2 separate regions of the Mus musculus genome follow, and region 1 is linked to region 2. Evidence: chromatin contacts called from public promoter capture Hi-C data. All regions are on one chromosome and are shown on one strand. The core of a region is the stretch at or near the end of the contact, and the rest is flanking DNA. Distances in the headings are between cores, read along the strand shown.

Region 1 (4,294 bases), core at 228-2,727, 130 kb after region 2:
TACGAACGGTGTTGGCTCCCTGGTTCCGGCCTGGCACTAGTGACACCCAGTCATCGCACATGGAGTTTTCTCACGGAGTAGCTTGTCCTAATGGTGGTGATTGGTGACATTTTATAAACTCAAGGCCCAAGGATGTTGGATAGTAGAGGAGATCGAGTAAGCCAGATGGCTGGAGCCAATGCTGTCGTTTACAGCCCCTAGTTTCCTCTTGAGTGCAAATCCTTCATCTGAACTCTGCTTGTAAAGAACTGTGAAATGCCCAGGAGATGCAGCCTATGTTTGGCTGTTCTTGGTCCATGCAGAGCTCTAGTTTCCGGATATCTGACTCTGTCTTCTGGCATCCATGAGCACTGCAGACATACGGTACACTTAGATCCGTACAGGCAAGCAAGCCTATGAGTAAAATAAAAATAAATATTTACCAATAAAAGATACACAGACACTTTCTTGAGGCAGTGAACTGCATTACACTCTAACAGTGGGTGCACGCCCTACGCTTATGCAGAGCCACAGAATATGCAGTGCTGAAAGAGAACCTGGTGGAAGCCATGGATCACGTGACAGCATGTGGTAATGACGCGTCTGTGTGGATTCTTCATGTGTAGCAAACACACTGCTCTGCTGGAAGTGTCGCTAGGAGGCGAGGCTGTGTATGTGTAGCGAGGTTGGAACTGCAACTTCTGCTCAAGGTTGCTGCAAACGAAAGCTGTCCCAAACAATGAAAGCTTACCAACAAGAAGATAGTAATAAGATAAAAAAAAAATGAAATTTCATCACAGGTTACAAATGAATGAATCGTGAGGATATTATAGGAGGACAAGACCAATACTGTATGATCGGTTATGAGATGCCTGAAGCAGTCAAAGTCACAGAGAGAGAAGGTGGCCTGTGTCTGCTAAGGTCAGAGGAGGGAAAGAATGAGGAGGAAGTTGAAAGCTAGTTTCAGTTTCAAAAGATGAAGAAGTGTTCAAGAGATACAGTGGTGGTAGTTGTATAAATACGTAAGTAATAAAAATATTCATGATGGTAGCTTTTATGTGCTGAGTCTTTTACCACACTATAAAAATAAACGGTTTTTCCAGCAGACCCCAGACTAGGAGATTCTATTATGTCTCTGATGGCAGACTTTACGTTGGAACATTCTTTACTTGAGGTTAAAGAGGGGCCAGTGTGCTGGGATCCAGCAGGCCTGACGCCACTGCTGTGCAGAGAATCCTTCATATTTACTGCGAGAGGGACCCAGCGGCCTGCATGCGGTCCCCTCTGCAGAGACAAAGATCACTTTGAGCACTTACCGCGTGGTAACACACTGAAAAGGCTTGCTACGCTCCAGCTTCCCAGACTTGAATGAGGTAAATGACCAGGGCTGGCCTGCGGCCACCGGGGTTTGTTCCCCATGAATCAACACCACTTGACATGGAGCCGACTCAGCATCTTTTTCAAAGAAAGAAGTATCCTTTTGGGCTGACATTGCAGTGAGTCAGTCCTTTGGCACTGGAGTTGGAAGCAGGGCGAGACAGGGCCTCAGATGAGCAGCACAGATCTGAGGACCATGCCTTATAGATGCTCTTTGCCTCTCAACCTTTCTGTGTGTTTGCTTTCTGTCTGTCCTGACCCTGACCCCCTGAACGGGATGGGCTGGCTGAGGTCTCTGTGTCAGGGCTCTGTCATCCATCACTTTATGGTTGTTAGGGAAGGCATTTGGCATCACTTTGCAGCCATTGGCCCCTGCCTCCGCCATGGTCTGACATTTTGAACACCCATTTGCCAGGCTTCATTGTTAAGCAGAGCCCTGCGAAAGATTGGGGACAGGTTGGCTAATGATTAAACTCTGGAGGGCTCATGTTCCTTGTCTTTAAAACAACACATATGGATTTCACTTAAGAAGAGAGCTTTTCTGAGGACCCGAGAACCAGAGGAGGCATGGGTGGGGCTTCAAAGTCTCTGGACTCTGCACATGGGGAGTTCTTACTCTGGTTAGATTTTAAATTGTCAAGATTTAAGCTTATTTTATAACGCTTTAGAATACCCACATGATTCTGCTAACAAGTGTCATTTCGCAGTATTTCTTTATGAAGTGGAGCTTATAAAAGGTGGTGTGTGTGTGTGTGTGTGTGTGTGTGTGTGTGTGTAGAATTCAGCATAATTGCTGCAAGTCTAGCTTGACTTTTCTGGAGTTCTTCTGCCACTCTGTGGACAATTGTGGTATTACATGTTGTTTCTTCAAGCATCTACATTTTCTATTTTGTTATTAAAGTGGGAAAGCATTCTACTATGTAGCTTTCCCCCTTAGTTATAATCTAATATTAAGGATTAATAATGAAAACCAGCGCATAATAAAATCATCACACATTGTTTTAGCTAGGGTTTCCATTGCTATGAACATTTAATTGGGGCTGGCTTACAGGTTCACAGGTTCAGTCCATTATCATCAAGGTGGGAGCATGGCAGCGTCTAGGCAGGCATGGTGCAGGAGGAGCTGAGACTTCTACATCTTGTTCCGAAGGGAACTAGGAGAGACTCAAACAGCTAGGAGAAGGGACTCAAAGCCCACCCCCACAGTGACACACTTTTTTCCAACAAGGCCACACCTCCTAATAGTGCCACTCACTCCCTGGGACAAGCATATTCAAACCACGACACACATGGGCTTACTTGTTATATGGAAAAGGACAACATAAATCATGGAAATTCACTGACAGGTTCGAAATTGATGCCAATTTATGATAATTGTAGTAACGAGCCATTAAGGCCTCCTTTGAGGGACAAATGGCCATCCTGGTTCCTGTAATCTACACATCTGAACATGGTTTTGTGCTTGGGGTGTCAGTTGACAGCTCCTGATGGAGAACAGGGCCATCCTCTCACCAAGCACGGCTACGGGACTGCCTCTTCCCACCTTGAATCCACTTGTGGGAAAAAATTAAATGTCCTTCTGCCACTGGTACACCTCTGGGGTGATATCTGAAGTTGGATCTCTTCCTTGAGAATGGCAGTGTATTCCTGTACTTATTTATTGTACCCCTAGTCTCTGTGATTCAAGCTGATACCACTGATCCGGAATATTCCAGCCCTAGTCATTCCTTGTCCTCAGTCTCCTTGAACAGTCCTAGTAAGGACACCCAGTGGGGTCAGACCAGTCAGAGCTTATGTTGTCAGAACTGATCAGAGGAGTCTGAGGACAAAAGGCGGTTGAGTCTACCTTGTTTGGGGCAAGCACCAGGTGGTTGGCACGCCTGTCCCTCTTACCACTCCCAGTAAAGAGGCTCAGATATGAAGGCTGTGAACCGATCATGGTGTCGGCTGCTCTCTGAGGAGCGTCACACACACACACACAGGATTTGTGATGTTCATGGCTCTGTGCTTGGTTTCTGAAGGTCTACTGAGGAATGGCTGACACAACTTGAGTGCATGCATATCCAAACTACAGCATGCTATTTTGGCCATTTTATAAGATCTGGTGAGGGCCGTTGAATATTTCCGGTTTATTTCCCTAAATCCGGAGTCCATGAGGCTTAAACCTCCAGGTCACTTCTGAGGCTTTGCCTCTTAGCGCACAGGGTCTCTACTGATGAGCATCTCAGCCCTGCCCACCTGAGTCGCCTGCAAGTGTTACTATTGCTGTGCCCAGCAGTGGCTCGCTTCCAACCTCAGAGCAGTTGAAGGCATGGGAGGGTCTTTCTCATGGTCGATGCACTGTTACTTCAGGAGACGCCAGCGATCTTCTGTGCCTCCAGTCTCCATATTTGTGAGAAGGGCTGAGTGTCTGCTGCTTACCACCCACGCTTCCCATCTCCGATACCACTTCCGATCTAGTGTCTATTAATTCTTCATTTGTACACAGATGAGTAAACTTTGTTGAACACCATCTATCTGTGTCTGGTTCCCTCTCTCTTCCCCTCCTCATACATGAATGCTCACACAGCTGAGCACTTAGTAGGCCATCAGTATCACATGTCAGGTTGGTTGATTTGGCTAATTGAGAACCTACAAGAGGAAAGAATTTGCCAGAAGTGGTTTGGAGACTAGATGAGATGAGGAGAGGGCGGTCAGAAGGAGAATAGGGCCGGGCTGTGGCGAGAGGTGTCATTAGACATGTACCGGTGAGAATCAGTTTGAGGTGTGCCTATGGGAGCCACGGGGACAGCAATGGATGGAAACGCTGTGGAGTGGAAAGAGGTGGATCTCAGAGTCAGGGGTCACTGCTCATAGCAGAGGATTTTAAGTCTGCAGTTGGAAAAGGAGACGCCCCGGGGCAGGTGGGAAGAGCTTAATCAGGCAGAAGTCAGCTTTT
Region 2 (4,353 bases), core at 1,838-4,337:
GAGGGAAAACCAGGAAGGAAGACAACATTTGAGATGTAAATAAATAAAATAACAACAACAAAACAATAACAATTTAAAAAGAGAGATTGAGCAATTTTCACCTCTTTGACAGTTCATAGATAGAGATTCTGTCCAGGGAAGATGAAATATTTACTACACATGGACAGGATTTCAGTTACCTTTATGATGTCCCTAATTCTGAATTCCACATTTTCATCTCTAGGAATTTGTTGTGTTTTGAGGTTCTCCTCCTCCTTCTCCAGAGACAGCCAGGGAATTTTCTATCCACATCATATCACAGTGTTCTCCACCACTGTCTGCTGTCCCCAAAGAGCTGTGACGAGAAATGATCACACAAAAGGCCAACATAACCAGTCCCATCACCATGCCACTTACCAAGCACTGCCCTCTCCACATTGTGGCTCTGTGACTCAGTTGTCCCCCTCTGCACTTTGCTTGAGGACCTTCTAACCACCTCTGTCTCACACTCTCCCAGGTACAAGGGACCCCCCCCTGCCCCCAGCAGCTGTGCTATCCTGCTTCGGGATACCATAGGCTTGCTTTATGTAGGATAAGTCTTGTAGCCCAGCGGGTGTCACTTACATAGTAGTTTGAATCTTTCGTTAAAAGCAAAATAAACACCCTTAAAGTCCCCCACTTAGTAAATAAAACACAGCCCACTTGTAACACCAGCCTTTCTTTCCCTGAGATCAGCCCCTGGGAAGGGTTGGTTAACACTTGTTTCTTCTCCCATTTTCTCCTCTGCATTTCTGCTCCAGTGCAATTACCTTGCTAGAAGGGGCACTTGTCCCAGGACTGGGCCTCTATGAACTATCACAAAGCAAACACTGTGAGGCAACATCCAGGACAAGAAATCAACTGCTGTTCACAGTCTCAAGGACAGCTCATCCCTATGAAGCTAATGAGCTATTGCCTTGGCTACAGCCATGCTTATGGGAAATTGTCCTAGAATGTGGTTGTCTTTCTTTCTGTGTGCTTTCTTTTGCTCAGCATTGGTTGTTACACCTAACAGGAGCCACTGGGGCCTAAGCACTTGTTCTTTCTCCTTTTCCTGAGTGAACAGAGGTTTTCACAGAGGCGTGTCAGGCTGTTTTGACACCTAGTTGCTACTTTGAGGGCAGACTGGGTTGGAGGATAAGATTGAAGATGAAGGCCCAGAGGATGGGGACTGTTGTGGTAAATCAATGGTAGGATTGCACTTTCCAGCTTTAAAAAGTAAAGTTTTAGGTCAGTCCCTCAGGGGAGCTGAGTCAGAGCCACAATAAAGCAATCTCAGGCATGGACCTGTGATAATTAGGTCAGCTGTCAGGATTTAGCCCAGAAAATAATTAACACCTCCACAACAAAAATAGCTCTGGGAAACAACTGTAATTCTTAAAATGAGAATAAACAGAAGCTTCCATATTCTGAGTCTTTGGATGTTAGAATCAATACTTTTTCAAACACAGAAAGCTCACTCAAGGCCTGAAGACCAGAATAACTTCAGTTATAATGGCAAGGACAGGTTGGTGATGACTATAGGCTGATTGATCAGCCATGGGAAAAGTGTGAACCCCTTAGAGATGGTAATTAGGAATGCAGAGGCACAACCTGGCCAGGGCGGTTTGCATGGCTGTTGACAGCCACCTTTTATTTGTTTGAAATTTCATGTGCATGAGTGTTTTGCCCCTCTGTGTTTGTGCACCATATGTGTGCACTGCCCACAATGGCCACAAGAGGGTGGCAGAGCCCACTTAAACTGTAATTACAGACAATTGTGAGACACCATGCAGGGCTCAAACCCAGGTTCTCTAGAAACCCTTGAGCCATCTCTCAGCCCCACAGCTCTGCATTCTTAACACTGGAAACATCACAAAGTTTTTTTTTTTTTTTTTTTTTGGCCGGGGTGGGGGGGTGGGGGGGAGGAGGATTGGTGACAAGCGCCGTTACATGACTCACACAAAGCCAAGTCTAGTTTTTATTTAGGACTGCATATTTTTCTTGGTGTTGAGAATTCCAAGCTTTTGAAATGTCCATTTAGTATTCTTATTTAGCATTTAGCTTAGATATTGGTCTGTATATTTGAGTCTATGTTGTTTTCAAAGGACTCAGGAAAACTGGGCCTGTAAGTTGATCTACGTGGAATCTAAAACTTTGGCAATAATAGCACACCTTGCTTTGTCCAATTCCGTAACTTGCCCAGGGCAGTGGGACCAGTGGGTGTTTTCGTAGAGACAGCTAGCCACCTCTTAGCATGACAACATCCAAAGACTGATCTCAGGGCCAATGAGATGGCTCAGCAGGTAGAAACATTCCCTGCCAAACCTGGTAGCTTGTGTTCAGCCTCCAGGATCCATTTGTTGGAGGGAGAAAGCCAATGCCTATGAGCTGTCGCCTGACATCCACGCACACCACGGCATTCTGCCGGGATCACACTCGATAAATAAATCTAATGTTTAGCTGATCCCCGTGGGAGTACTTCTCCTGGGTGACGGGATATAGAAAGTGTCCAGTTGCCTGAGATGGGACATCCAACAGGCCACAAAACCCAATGCTACTCAAGTCAAGCTGGGTGAACTAATGAATTTCATCAGCTCACTTAGAGGATTTTGGATGCCTCTGACAGAAAAGCCCTACCCCAGAATGGTAGATGACGCAGGAAAGCCAAATCGCTGGGGCCTCAAACCATAACCAACTTTGTACCTCCCCACAAAAGCACATTAGGCTGGGGGTTGAGAAGGAGTGGTGGCTGGAACCTCGGATGGGAGTCTGATGACTCCCCGAGTCCAGGGCAAGGCAATAGCCATGATCTCATGAATGTCTCCTTCATGTTGCTCTGACTGAAGTCATGTCATGGTCAGAGGACAGAGGCCCACTACAGTCTCAGAAATGATCTTGCTTATTTACTAACCACAGACCCATGGCTACTGCCTTCACCGGAGCACCCTGACCCACACTTTTGCATTAGCTTGTACACCCTCTAAAGAAGTGCTCTCCATTGGAGCAAGCATTTTCAAGGGGGTTATTTATACTCACAAAAACAGATTTTTGTCTCCACTGTGGTCCCGACAAGGTAACCCAAGCCCTGCACATGGCTGTTGCTATGTCAACCATTCAGACGAGCTGTTTGCTTTATACCAACCTTCTGTAGAGAATTCCTTTGCCTTCTCTTCTGACTAAAGCAATAAAATCATTTAAATGAGAATTTTAACCAGGGTTCTACCAGAAGCCAATGGTCAAGAACTTTGGAACCCTACAAACCTAAGCTGGAGTCCAACCTATATAATTTACTACTGGGTGGTCAGACAGGGTCACTTAGACCCCTATGCTTCCACATCCGGATCAGTTAAAACAGAATTAGTAGGGCATTCTTGGCAGGGCTGTGGGCAGATTAGAGAATGGGCCAAGTGTGCAGAAACACCGATGTGTCGGTTTCTGTTGTTATTGGTGTGGCTGATGTTGTCATTGTTGATTCTATCTGAAGCCAGTGGGAGCAAGGTTTGCACCAATGGCTTCCTCCCAGAACTGGTGAAGCAGCTGCTGGGCCACTTCCTGAGGGTTCCAGGCAGAAATCAAAACCTTTGATGATAACTATTGATTCTGGGTTTAGGAGGAGGGGGAGGAGGAGGAAGAGAGGGAGAAGGAGGTGAAAGAAGGGAGGAGGATGAGGTGAGATAGAGGGAGGGGAGGAAGGGGAGGAGGGAGGATAGAGAGGGGAGGAGGGGAGGCAAAACAGGAAAGGATGATGGGAGGAAAGTATTGACAGGTCTGAAAACCAGCAACCCCTGTGGGTAATGATAGAACTAAACCGACCATTGTCCTTCACAGGATGCTGGCCTCAGTCTCTTTTCTGTGGGTTTACACAACTGAGTGTCTCATTTGCCTGGGGAGTTTTAGAGCTGTGGAGAACAAGAGTCTTTGAAACCCACAGCACTGGAGCCTTGAGCCCAGAAGAGTGCTCTCCCTGTGAATGCTCTGGGCCTCTCCCTTTGGCCTGACTGATCCTCCTATGGGTACAGAGATTTCTTGCCTGAAGGGGCTTTGAAGTCTGCTATCTTGTTAACAGTTCAGAATCTGCTTGGAAAACAGGAATTGTTGCTCAAGTAAAAATAAAAGGTGACTCTTGGTATGATGTCTTATGCACAAGATTAAAAAAAAAAGACCCCATTGAAAATACTGTTCAATCAAACATTTTCTGTCCACAGGAATGTGAGCAGGATGCAGAAGGTCCATATTCAGTTAAAGGACATGGTGGCCATGGACTTAGGGCTAATTAACATACTGTGTGGGAAGACACTGGCTGGCTTAGAGGCCTTAGAGATAGAGATAAAAGCTGACCCTTTTGCTGTCTGT

Evidence for each region. Promoter capture Hi-C pulls out the DNA fragments that hold promoters and counts their contacts.
Region 1: a promoter capture Hi-C map of hippocampal neurons shows a contact between it and region 2, with 4 times the contacts expected there. The contact joins two enhancer-like sites. A contact is called at or near these places in 1 of 39 promoter capture datasets (hippocampal neurons), 3 of 15 datasets of contacts at CTCF or cohesin (the NIH/3T3 cell line and embryonic stem cells), 78 of 484 Hi-C or Micro-C datasets (the BV-2 cell line, the G1E-ER4 cell line, the HL-1 cell line and 25 more), 9 of 115 datasets of contacts at active chromatin or transcription factors (differentiating embryonic stem cells, embryonic basal ganglia, embryonic forebrain and 3 more) and 2 of 9 other capture datasets (embryonic stem cells and pancreatic islet).

The regions. Positions count from the first base shown.
Region 1 is chr3:55,352,789-55,357,082 of GRCm38.p6, forward strand. The region is part of intron 3 of Dclk1 (doublecortin-like kinase 1); the gene reads left to right. Among named protein-coding and RNA genes, the nearest start is that of Gm9831, 48 kb to the right of the region's middle. Within about 2 kb of position 1,478, at least 98 of the 459 cell types and tissues checked have an H3K27ac peak or open chromatin away from gene starts, as enhancers often do. A contact at or near this core is called in hippocampal neurons, where this site is marked.
Region 2 is chr3:55,220,969-55,225,321 of GRCm38.p6, forward strand. No RefSeq gene overlaps it. Among named protein-coding and RNA genes, the nearest start is that of Dclk1, 19 kb to the right of the region's middle. Within about 2 kb of position 3,088, at least 4 of the 459 cell types and tissues checked have an H3K27ac peak or open chromatin away from gene starts, as enhancers often do. A contact at or near this core is called in hippocampal neurons, where this site is marked.